Linked DNA regions of Mus musculus: region 2 is linked to region 1. Evidence: chromatin contacts called from public HiChIP or PLAC-seq data. All regions are on one chromosome and are shown on one strand. Each heading gives the region's core, a stretch centred on a gene start, on an enhancer-like site or on the middle of the called end of the contact. The rest is flanking DNA. Distances are from core to core; before and after follow the strand shown.

Evidence for each region. HiChIP or PLAC-seq counts read pairs in DNA pulled down with a chosen protein or histone mark.
Region 2: an H3K4me3 HiChIP or PLAC-seq map of bone marrow-derived macrophages shows a contact between it and region 1, with 2.6 times the contacts expected there. The contact joins the enhancer-like site here to the promoter of Garnl3 in region 1. A contact is called at or near these places in 1 of 39 promoter capture datasets (epiblast stem cells), 2 of 484 Hi-C or Micro-C datasets (Th2 cells and nephron progenitors), 6 of 115 datasets of contacts at active chromatin or transcription factors (bone marrow-derived macrophages, cardiomyocytes, double positive thymocytes and 1 more) and 4 of 9 other capture datasets (adipose tissue, embryonic stem cells, macrophages and 1 more).

What each region holds. Positions count from the first base shown.
Region 1 is chr2:33,128,255-33,134,371 of GRCm38.p6, forward strand. It overlaps Garnl3 (GTPase activating RANGAP domain-like 3), which reads right to left and starts at 2,365. Exons shown (of 30, transcript NM_001355200.1): 1 at 2,170-2,365. The coding sequence starts at 2,261. It overlaps Ralgps1 (Ral GEF with PH domain and SH3 binding motif 1), which reads right to left. Exons shown (of 20, transcript NM_175211.5): 20 at 5,165-6,117.
Region 2 is chr2:33,238,950-33,245,066 of GRCm38.p6, forward strand. The region is part of intron 8 of Ralgps1 (Ral GEF with PH domain and SH3 binding motif 1); the gene reads right to left. It overlaps Angptl2 (angiopoietin-like 2), which reads left to right. Exons shown (of 5, transcript NM_011923.4): 3 at 3,251-3,444; 4 at 4,730-5,000. Among named protein-coding and RNA genes, the nearest start is that of Angptl2, 26 kb to the left of the region's middle. Within about 2 kb of position 3,017, at least 9 of the 459 cell types and tissues checked have an H3K27ac peak or open chromatin away from gene starts, as enhancers often do. A contact at or near this core is called in bone marrow-derived macrophages and pancreatic islet, where this site is marked.

The sequences.
Region 1 (6,117 bases), core at 1,115-3,614:
AAAAAAATTTTTAAGGAATATGTAAGGATTGCTTCCAGGGTTTATGATGTGCTGAGTGAAAAGTCAATTAAAATGATAAATATTCATGGAGAAAAGGCCAATTATATCTATAGTGGGATTATGAATCAATAAACTATCCACTGGGTGTGGTGGTCTTTAATCCCAGCACTTAAGGGGCAGAGGCAGGCAGGTCTCTGTGAGTTCCAGGACAGCCTGATTTACATAGTGAATTTCAGGCCAACCAGGGCTATATGAGACTATATATCATCAATACTACCATCAAAATAATTTAATTATCCTGTTTATGTTCTTCTTGCATTTTCAAATTTCATTCAATAAATTATTTTTAGAAGAAAAAAAGAAAAAAAAAAGCTAATCCTAATTATCTCACAAGCCACTAGATAATGTCATGGTGTATCAGAGAACAAAAACACCTGGAGGCTTGTAAGTCATTTCAGTTCTTGAAGAATATGGTCATGAAGACAAAGGGGAAGGAAGTCTAATTTTTATGCCAGCACTGTCCACTATGGTACGCATTTCTCAGTCCTCCTAAGGCTCTTATCAGAATTGCTGGAGCAGATGTGTCAAGGACTGAGCCTGAGAAAGCTAATTAATGCTGGCTGAGGGGGTAGTGCTGGGATCAATGTGGTTACTTGCATTGAAGGCTAAGCACAACTCAACACTCAGGTGTCTTGGCGAGGTGTTCCACAGCCACAGGTGTCTGTGGCTCCCGGACTGCATGGGCTGCATTACAGAACCATTCCTTCATGTCCGGAAGTTCTGTAGCAGCACTGTCCTAAGCAGGCTGCCTCAGACCTGAGAGATTCTCTTTGCTCCAGTCTCTTGGTATACCTCTTCCTATTCTTCATGCTCAAGCCATAGAGATTGTTAGCTGCCTGGGTCTCCTATGGAAGGGAAATGTTCCACTCAGGTCACCACACAAATATTTAGAACCTTCTTGGCAGATGCCCAGGTGCTGATCACACAAAGCTAAGCCTAGAGTTCAAGAAAGACTTTCAAAAAGAATTGATGAGCAGTTCTACAGCCTGAGGGAGGAGTGCCCAAGCCCTTCAGGCTCTGTGATGGGCCAGGCTTGAGGCAGCTGTGGTGATGGGGAAGAGGCTAGGGCAGCGGCTAGAGCAGCCTTGATATCTGTCCTTACCACACAGCATCAGAACTGCTGGAGCAGTGTGTCAAGGACTGAGTCTGAGAAAGGCCAATTAAGGGCATCACACCTTCCTTTAAGGATCTTGGCTGGTTTGCTTTGTGCCTTAGCAAATGAACTCTCTTTTCCACCTCAGTGGAGGTTAGAGTCCTACATCTTTTTTCTCTTCCTCGTCCCTACCCATGCTATGGCAATTAAAAACTCAGGGGTGCAGGCAGCAGTAGGCTAGGAGGAAGGGGGTTGGCTTCAGGATACCCTCCCTAAGGCCATTATTACAGAATACTGATGAAAATCTGGCCCAGATGGTGGTGCTGGAGTCATTCTGAAAGGAATGAGTCCACCTGGAAGCAGGACCCATTTCAAGTTACAAGGAATTCCTTGGAGGTGGGAGTAAGCCGGGGATAGGCATGGGCAAGAGCCGCAAAGGGAAGGGCGTGTCCGGCAGCAGCCAAGCTTCACCTACGGCCAGGCTGGTTCCTCAGGAGGGCGCCAGTTAAGGAAGGTAAGTCCGGGAGGGGCACGGACAACCTGGGAAAGAGAAAGGACCTAGGAACTATGCAGGGTGCCCCCCACCCCAACCACAGATGGGCGGGGCCATAGGCAGCAGGTGGCCAGGCACTTGGGGTGCGAGGATGGATTATAGAAAGCAAGAGAAGCCTAAAGGGTGTCCTTTTGGGGGCTTAGGGGTTCCGACCTTGTCCTTGAGCATTTAGAAGCAGGCAGGTCGCGTTCTCCACAGCCCAAGACCTCCCTGAGCCGTAGTGTGCAGGGCCTGTCACAGGGCCGAGGCTTCGGACGTCCACATCATCTGCCGGCCGGACACAGGTCTCTAGCCCTCCCGCTGGGCACTCCCTCAGCGTGGCCCGGCCGCTCTACTGGGCTCTGCGCCGACTCCCTCCCACGCCGCGGCCTCGCCACACTCTGTCCCCTCACACCGCCAACCCCCACGTGGCCTACTCCCCTCTCCCACCCCTAGAGGCTGCACCCCTCCGGGGCAACGGTACCTGGGACTCTCAAAGCTGCACCCCCTGCGCCGCAGCGCCGCCCTCTTCTGCCGCAGGAGCGCAGCGGCAGCCCCGCCGGGTTCCTGCTCCATCGCCCCGGGCGGGGGCCGACGGCTCGGGCACACTCGGGTGGGCTCGGGCCTCGGCGGTGTTCGGCCGGACGCTCAGCTAGCGCGCCGCAGCCCACGCCCCGCCCCGCACCCCTCACCGGACCCAAGCCCCGCCTCTGTCCCGCCCCAAACTCCAGCCCAGCCTGGGACCTCAGGCCCCGCCCCGAACTCCAGCCTAACCACGCCCTCAGACTATTCGCGGGGTCCAAGCCCCGCCCCTACTCTAATCAGGTCCCTTGAACACGCCTGAGGCTTTAGGCCCCGCCCCTACTCTAACGGCCTAACCACGCCTCTGGCTTTAGGCCTCACCTCTGCCCCGCCCCCATTCTAGCAGGTACGCCTCTTCCGAACCTCTGGCTTTAAGCCCTGCCCCTAGCCTAGCGAAGTTTGCCTCATCTCTCCGGAGCTAGTCTCCGGAACCTCCCTGATCTCCTACCGAATCCACTCCCTTTGGTCCTTTTTGAGGCCTTGGCCCTCCCCCTGCCTCGCCCCTAATCTAGAAGATCCTCCCTCACCACTCAGCTGGGTTTAGGCCCCGCCCCCTCACCGCCCCAACCCAGTCTATTTGAATTAGGTTCAGGTCCCGCCCCTGTCCGCCTTTGCCCCGCCCCAATCACGCAGATCTCCTCTCAGCTCTGCTCAGGCTCCACCCGTGCCCCGCCCCAAGTACCAAGCCTTACCTATCAGTGGGCTCAGGCCCCACCCCAAACCCTTATCCAGTCAGTCCCTTTGCCCTTCAGCTTTGCCAAGGGCCCGCCCCATCTCTTAGCCAAACCCACCTCACTCCCTAGTCTGGGCACAGGCCACGCCCCGAGCTAACGATCTCCGTTTCTCCGGCCCTTCTCAGACCAGTGCAGGCCCCACCCTGCCTCTACACCAGCTCCAGCCACGCCCCTCCTGAACTGGCCTCACCAAGATCTTCTACCCGCGCTCCCTCCGTTCTTCTGTGTAGCGCACGCAGGCTCCCAATGCCCACTGGATCCTCAACTTCGTCGGGTCCACGGCCCATCACTCCCGCTCCTTACCATTCCCACAGATCTAGGCCCTTCCCACCTACCCCTCCAGCACAGAGCGCTCTATCGGCCCGCCGCTCCACAGCTCCGATTGCTGGATTCTCTGCTGACCCTCCTCACCTCAGCACCTCTTGGTCCTTTCTATCGTAGCACCGCCTTCTTTTGGGGGCCGCCTTTCTCCACATCCCGCCCACAGGCATGGCCCCCAACCCCGGAGCTCCGCCTCTTTTCTCTTGAAGCTGAGGTCTGTACTTAGAGCAATTTTGTTCTCTCGTCCCTTGGCTATTCCACCCCAAGAGCCCTCTAGCTTCCCCGCCTACAAGTCCCGCCTATCTAGCCCCGCCCATGTCGCCTCTTTCTCACTTCAGGAGTGCCTGGATGGTGCGGGTCTTCCTGCCTGAACTGGGGTCCACCATGAGGTTTGCGCTACCTCAGGATCTAACCAGTCAGCAAAAGGAGGTACTACTGTCTCCTGGTGGCTGTTTGTGGTCTGACACAGTGAGGCTGAGGGGAGCTTTGGTTGTCTACCAGTTGTGGGTTCAGGTTTTCATTCATAACCTTCCAATTTTGTGACAGCTCTAACCTCCACCCCTCATTTCCTCCCCGAGTCGGATGCATCATCTGAGTTCTGTAACATTGCACTGTAGTTGGGTGTGGAAATTCATCTGAGTTTAAGTAAGGATGGCTTTGCCATCTATTTCTAGTTCAGTTTCTGTTGCTGTGATCAAAAGCACCTTAGGGAAGAAAGCCTTTATTTGTCTTACAGGCTACAGCCCATCATCTGGGAAGTCAGAGCAGGAGCTCAATGTCCCAAGCAGAAACTGAGGTCTGTACTTGGAGCAATTCTGCGTCTCTTGTCCCTTGGCTATTCAGCCCCAAGAGCCCTTTAGCTTCCCCTGCCCTACACAAGCCCCGCCCACGTTGCCTCTTCCTCACTTCAGGGGTGCCTGGATGATGCGGGTCTTCCTGGCTGAAGCGGAGTCCACAACGAGGTACAACAGTTTGGAGCTGGAAGGGTGAGGAACTCAAGAACTGAATCAGCACTTAACAGATTTTCCTCTGGCTTGCTCACCTTCTTTTCTTATCTAGCCAAGTACCACCTGCCCGGGATACTACCACCTACAGTGGGCTTAGATCCTTCACAGCACCCCACCACCACTACCAAAAGCCCTCACAGACCTGTCTACAGGCTAATCTGATGGAGGAAGCTGCTCAATTGAGAGTTCCTCTTCCCAGGTAAAGTGTAGGTGTGTGCTAATTTGTGCAGCAGGGCTCTTTCACTGCGATCACAAGGTTCTGGTCTCATTCAAGCAGAGACAGGAGCAAGAATGGGTGTGTATGCCTGGGAGCTGCCACTGAGATCCCCAATCTACTCTAGTTCCTGCGCTCCTGCTCGCTGGCGCTTGCTCTCTCTCTGCCTCCCTCCCTCCCTTACTCCCTCCCTCGCTTTCTCCCTCTCTCCTTTACCTCTAATCAAACTGGAGTGGGTTTGCTTTATGCATCATGACTTCCTCCTGACAGATCTTTTCAGATTATCACCTTGACTGGAACTCTCCCTCAGTAATCTCGGGTTGCCTGCTTTTCCCCATGTGCATCCTGTCCTCTCTGTCTCCCTGACCCCCCTCCCCCCACTCCTACAGCCTCCTTAATGTTCTGCGACTTCTGATCTGAAAACTCTCAAGGCCCCCTGTCTTCTTAGGTATCCCCAGACCCTCTGCCTTCCTCTCCAAGAGATCCACAATATTGTCCCTGTTCTTTCCCTATATATTTACATCCTAGTTACTCTCAGCAGAGCCCTGGGCTCCTCCAGGCATGTAGCACAGCAGCTGCCTGTCAAATTGACTGCATGTGACACTAATAAATAGAACGATATTCATTGGAAAACACATTTAATTTCAAAGTAAACAAAGATGTCTGTACATTAAAGTATTTAATTAGTGAAACAATTATTATCAGTGTAACAAGCTGAAAAATACAGCAACTTGATACAAGACTGAGGTAACAAAATACTTCACCAAAAATCTAAAGACTCCCAAGGAGGGATGATGTTCAGTGGTTATTGCAGATGAGACAATTTACAAATGTTAGAGAAAAGTCCTCACACAACTGCATGCAGGGTCTGCTGGGAAAAAAAGACAGCTTAAGGGGGGGGGTGCAGCAGATTGAACAAGAAACAAAGTAAGATGTGAAAACTCATTTTCAGTTTACTTGGAAGAACATGTAAGAAATTGAAAACTACTCTTTATACAACATTTTGAATGCTAAGTGGGAAACCATGCATTTTGGCACAAAATTTATTAAAGAGTATGCCTCACTAATAAATGAATTACTATTATTTCATTACTGAATGGTCAAAGTCCTTCCAAAATGGCAGATGACCTATCACCTTGCTGCGGTGAGTGGCAATTTGGGGCTGTCCATGGGACACACACTTGTGCAGCAGCAGCAGCTTACAAGATGGACCAAAGTCCAAGTCCTCGGCTCCCAGGGACACGCAGCTCCCACTCATACTGTATATGAATTAACACTGAAGTTACAGAGTAAACGGGGTGGGGGGCTGTGCGTACGGCAAGCACTCAGACCCTACTCTCTCATCCTGCCTTTGGCGTCTTCCCTGGAACCATTCTTGAACACAGATCAGAATCTGGCTGCTTAGAGCCAGCCAGCCTCCCATGTCGGGACTCCAGCAAGTCCTCAATGCAACTTACTCTCCCAACATTTCCATTCAATCTGGTCTTCCTGGAAGAACCAATGCACACGATTGTATTCAGGAGTAGGGGAGAGATAGGGTCTTGCCAAAGTTGGCTTGTGAGGTGGTAATTATT
Region 2 (6,117 bases), core at 1,767-4,266, 110 kb after region 1:
GGAGAAATAACAGTGCATCAGAGTGAACACATTCCTAAACAGATCATTTGAGGTATTAGACCACTCTGCCTCCAAGGGCCATGTAGCTCTGGGGTGTCCCCTAAGGTCTGTGGGTTCAGACCTCCTCATCTGTAAATGAGGCAGTTACAACTACCTACCAGGAGCATGGGAAGAATCAGCAGTGTAAATACCTAAGCAAGGCCTGTGACAGACTGGGGCCTCGGCAAAAGCCATGTGAAGATTCCAATGCCAAGTTATTGCTGCTACTTCTGCAGACAGGCCTTTCTCAGAGTGAGGCATTCTCACCTGGGCCTCAAGAGTCTGCTTACCCTCTGAAGCATGTCCAAAACCAGTACAAGCCTGCATTCTTCTTTCAATAAATTATTTATTGTATATGTATGTGTGTGTGTGTGTGAGAGAGAGAGAGAGAGAGAGATATTTGTTTTGTATCTCTGTGTGTTTTTGTACTGTGTATAATATTTATATGTATTTACACGTGTGGGTACAGGTATATGAGTGTCATGGCATGCATGTGGTAGTCAGATGACATGCTAACACACTGCCCGAAACAGGTCTCTCTTGGGTGCCAGGTCACTGTGGATGCCAGGCTAGCTGGTCCCCAAGCTTGAGGGGCCTCTCCTGTCTCTATCTTGTATCTTGCTGTAGGAGCGCTGAGATCATGGGAGCACACTGTCACAAGGCTGTGCAATGGGTCTGGGGACTGAATTAGGGCCTCACGCTGGACAGCAGGCTCTTTACCTCCTGAGCCATCCCCAGGCCTTTCTAAAATTATCACTGCTTAAAATATTTTAGTACTAAAGACCTCAAATCATTCTAAAATACTTATCCTAAAAAAAATCTAAATAAAATTTTTTAAAAAGTAAAGCCCATTTTCAAGAATACCAGAGGCATTCCACAATGAACTGTGGAAGGCAGCATAGATTGGTCACTATGAGACCAACCTATCACTTTTCCAGTGGCCTCCAAACCCTACCTATATTGTACCCCCTTCAAGAACAGCCTCAGCATGGAGCCACTGCAGGAGCTGCGTGGCTGTGCAGGAAGAGGCCTGGCTGCTGGCTTTGGTGGGCATTATTCTGTTATGTCCCATGCCTTCTGCCTTCCATCCCAGCGTTCTCTCTCACTAAGCGCCTCCCTGTCCTGCTGACCTGGTGGAAAGCTGGGAGGCCTCCCACGCCACCGGTGCTCTGCTCCAGCTGTCAGGGACAGACTCTCATTCTGTCTCAGTCCCTGGAGCTTGGGCCAAAAATAATGAAAACCTTTTTCTCCTTTTTAAATGTTCCTCCTGAAGGTCTCCTCTCCCCTTCCCCAGGACAGAAACTGGGGGAAAGCAAAAGCAGGAAGTGACATCAGGGGATAGAGGAGGGGAGAGAGGGCGGGAAGAAGGGAGGGGGGGAAGGGAGGGAAGAGGGAAGGAAGGAAGAAAGGAAGGAGGGAAGGGAGGAAGAAAAGAAGGGAAGAAGGGAGGAAGGGAGGGAGGGAGGAAGGAGGGAAGAAGGAAGGAAGGAGGGAAGGGAAGAGGGGAGAGAAGAAGGGAGGGAAGGAGAGAAGGGAGAGAGGGAGGGAGGGAAGGAGGGCAGGCGTGCTTTGTGCCTACATTCAGCACAGGTTGGGCACTTGGGGAACCTGCTTGTCCTGTGTGCAGAGCTTTGAAAGGCAAGGGTGTAGGAAGCACCTAGAGAATGAAGACAGCAGCACACTGACAGTCAGCATCCAGCTGAACTGGCACAGAGATGGACAAAGAAGCAGACGGTTTCTGTTCCCAATAGGCACTCCACACTGCTTGCATGGCCCAGTAAGTTTCCCAAATCTAAGCTTTAGCTGAACCAATAGGCTAGCTGAACCAAAGTGCTAGCCTCCAGGAACCTGCAAAGCTAGGCCTTCGAAGGAAAAGCTGGATGAACCGACACAGAGGGCTACCTTCCCACCCATGGAGAGAGAAAGAGAAGATCTCCAGAATTAGCTAAGAATGCTGGTAGAGTCTGGCCACCAGAGACAACCTACACTGCCCTAGGTTCCCCAGGCCTAGGGCAGCCTTTAGGGAATGGAACTCAATAAATAGCTGGCTTTATTGTTGTTTTTACCTTTGTTTCCTGAGACAGGACCTTATTACCAAGGCTGGCCTAGAACTCACTTCGTTACAGAGGCTGACCTTGAGCTCCTAATCCTCTTGCCACCACCTTCCAAGTGCTAGGATGACTGGCGTGCACCACTGCAGCCATCGACTGGATACTTATAGAAGGAACACACAAAGTAGGAAGCAAGTCCCATGTCCTAGAACATTTCATCTTAACGACTCAGTCTCAAAGGCGTTCTGAAAAGCACACAGCAAAGTATAATGATTATTTTAAACTATGCAGTCTACTAGGTAGGTCTTAAAAACCTCCAAAAGTTTCCTCCAATCACTGAGGAAGACCCCAACTTGACTAGACCTGATAACTCAAGTAAACTCAAGTAAACTCAAAACATAGGACATTACTAGAGGACAGAGAGCCAGGGTCAGGGGCTGAAAGACACATAGCATCTACAGGCTCCTAGAGTGGTTTTGGTGCCACCTGCTAAGGAGAACCACAGACTGGATTGGCAAAGCATAGCACTGAGCCCACAAGACACTGAAGAGTGTGGCCATGATCATTAGGCACATACTTAGTGCACCAATGGGAATGACTTCTTTAAAAATCACTCAAAGAGGGGATGGAGAGATGGCTCAAAGATTAAGAAAACTGACTACTCTTCCAGAGGTCCTGAGTTCAATTCTTAGCAACCATGTGGTGGCTCACAACCATCTATTATGGGATCCAATGCCCTCTTCTGGTGTGTCTGAAGACAGCTACAGTGTACTCACATACATAAAATAAATAATTTTTTTTAAAAGTCACTCAAAGAATAACCACCCAAATGATCTGTACTCTAATAGTTCTTCTGAATGAGGAAAACAATGACTCACCTACAAAAAAAAAAAAAAAAAAGCAGGGTGGAGGAGCAGTGAAGAACGGCCTCCTCATGGACACGAGAGGAAGTGAGAGCAGAATGGGGCTTGGAGTCCAGGCCTCCTGATTCTTGGCCTGAGCTCTTGCTTTTATAGTAGATGACTTCTCAAGGTTACAAAATAAACATCTGCCCCGTCAATATGTGTTCCTTAGCTCTTGTTAGAGTGTATACCTGTCTAGAACATAGCTAGATGTAGCCTGGCAGCAAACAGTTGTAACATACACATACTTGCCTACAGGTCCATGGAGAGACTGCCTGCAAGCCCTGGAAGATGGTCACAGCACCAGCTCCATCTACCTGGTGAAGCCTGAGAATACCAACCGCCTGATGCAGGTGTGGTGTGACCAGAGACATGACCCTGGAGGTTGGACTGTCATCCAGAGACGCCTGGATGGCTCTGTCAACTTCTTCAGGAACTGGGAGACCTATAAGGTGAGACCACTGGGCCTGTATGCATTGCCTGTAAGGTGACTGCACAGCAAGGACAGGACCATCTCTGCAAAGCCATCTGAGTGGTAAGGCCAGGCCTCTCCTTGTCTGCTGTACAGGAGAGGACAGAGAAGAGACAGGATCTTATCCCAGCTGGGGCCTCTGTAAGGTGGCTCTGCTCTTGAGGTCCAGAAGGGGAAGGTGGCAGGGTTCCAGGGCCTGGGAAGCCCCCTAAAAGCCACGCGTAGGGAACTCTGACAATAAGTGGGCCCTAACTACAAGGTCTATTCTCTGGGCCTCCCAGTGCCCAGGATACGGAATGCTTCTCCTTGTAAGTCAAGTGCAAGGGATCTCTCACACCTCCCACCCTGCTCTGAACCAAGAGGGGACAGTAAGGAGGGCATGAGCAGCTCAGGTCAATGGACACATGTCCTGTGTCAGGCACTGTAACTCTTGACTATGCCCTTGAGGGAGGTATTACTACAAAGTCACTTTGCAGGTGAGCAGGGAAAGTACCCTGCACGTGGCTCACAGCTACTGCGCAGTAAAGCAGCAACGGCAGCCGGGGGCTCCCAGCAGCCCCAACGCCTCCAGTCTTCTCCATCCTGGCTTGCCCCATCCGGGTAGCCTGTATATCTCCTGCTTGTCCCTCCTCCAAAGCCTAGCCTTGAGGTCCTCCTTGCACTCCTCCATGTTCTCAAGGTGATGGCACAGCACAGCAAGGGTTCACACATCCTATGGAGGCCGATAGTACCTGGTTCTGAAAACCACTTCAAAGACTTTGGGGGTCACTGCTCACTGATACCCCAAAGCACATATCAAATGAGTAACACAATTACTGAGTTTCAAACCTAGAAGGGCCAGGTGGATGTCACAGGCCTATCACAATTCTTAGCTGTGGCAGTCTATGCTAGAGCTTATGTATAACCCACACACATAACCCATCTCTAGAGAAGGCAACTGAGGCATGGGGGAGGCAATGGCTCTTATCTATGCAATGCTGGCTGCATACCTCCTCGGTGCCAGGCTCTTGAGTGACCACATCTTCCTGCCTTTGAGAAGTTACAGAATCCTCAGGCAATAAGAAATAGGCTCACATGACGGCAGGGAAAAGGTGTGCTCGTCAGATGTGTGAATGGCACATGACTGACAGTTACAAAGGTTCAGTAGCTCACCCAGACATAGAGCCTCATACACAGGTAGCAGGGATTGGAGCCCAGGCCTGCCTTACACTCTGACTATTCCTGGGACACAGACCCCTCACTGAATCTCTCTGGATCTTCCCCAGCAAGGGTTTGGGAACATCGATGGTGAGTACTGGCTGGGCCTGGAGAACATCTACTGGCTGACGAACCAAGGCAACTACAAACTGCTGGTAACCATGGAGGACTGGTCTGGCCGTAAAGTCTTTGCTGAGTATGCCAGTTTCCGACTGGAGCCAGAAAGCGAGTACTATAAGCTGCGGCTGGGGCGTTATCATGGCAATGCAGGCGACTCCTTTACCTGGCACAACGGCAAACAGTTTACCACCCTGGACAGGGACCATGATGTCTACACAGGTAGGAAACAAAGAACCAAACCTAGATGCTGAACAGGGATGAGAGATCCACCAACATTAGAGGCCCTGACCCCAAGGCCTGGAGCAAGAGGATGCCATTGTGTCAGGCAGCTTTACCAAGTCCTTCCTTCTGCCTACTGCCTTCAGACAATGACACTTACAAAAGCGGAAGCAGGGGTGCACAGATCTCAGATGAGGGCTGCCCTGGGCTAAGGCATGCATGCTTCAGGCTTCTCAGTTCTGAGAACACATGTTCACAGCCCACAGAGTCTGTGTCATGCATTCCACACTCCAAGGCTGCCCCCACCTCCTCAGCCATGCATCCACAGCATGCTGCATACTCTTGAATCCGGAAGTAAGGACAATGCCTCCTAGAAGGTCAGGGAACCTTACAAGAGCATCTGCCTCAGTGTGAGATTAGGACGCAGCATGCAGTAAGAATCTGCATGGGACTCTCTTACTGGGTACCTGTAATGTGAATGCAGTACTGTAAGAAAGCCACTAAGAGAAGCCAGGTAGTGGAGAAGTCATCTGTCCCTATTAGATCCTCAAAACCGGGTCTAGATTAAGCAAGAAACAAAGAAGAATCCAGAAAAATCCAAGATACACAAGTAGCTCAGCCCTAAGTATAAACACCCACAAGCATGTCCTCCATCCCAAGGCATGGTTTTGAAGTCTATCACTCAGGAACATTTCATGAGGCCCAGAGGCACTGTAGGTTGGCTAATTAGCAAGGTCCAGGGCTCCAGAGGCTGACACTACCTCTAGACTGAGTCTTTGTTTCTTAGGCAGGCCTAGCCCATCCTGCCTAGCCACCCACTATGTTCTGGTCTGAAAGAGGACCTTGTCCCTTTGAGGAGTGAGCTCTGGAGGCTATCTCAGAAATTTGCTTGTGCTTCAAGTAATTCCTGATATTAAGTCAGAGGAAACTCATCCCAGGTCCCTAAGACACACTCTAGTGGATAGTTTGCATAACTTCCAGGGTCGGGTGGAATAGGACCTACCACAGAGATCTAGCTGTCCATTTTGTCACTGATCTAACTCTGCTGTAAGGGCCACAGAAAAGCAGCCATTGCTCTGTAGTGTATGTGTAGGTGGGGGCAGGGGGCGGTCCTCTG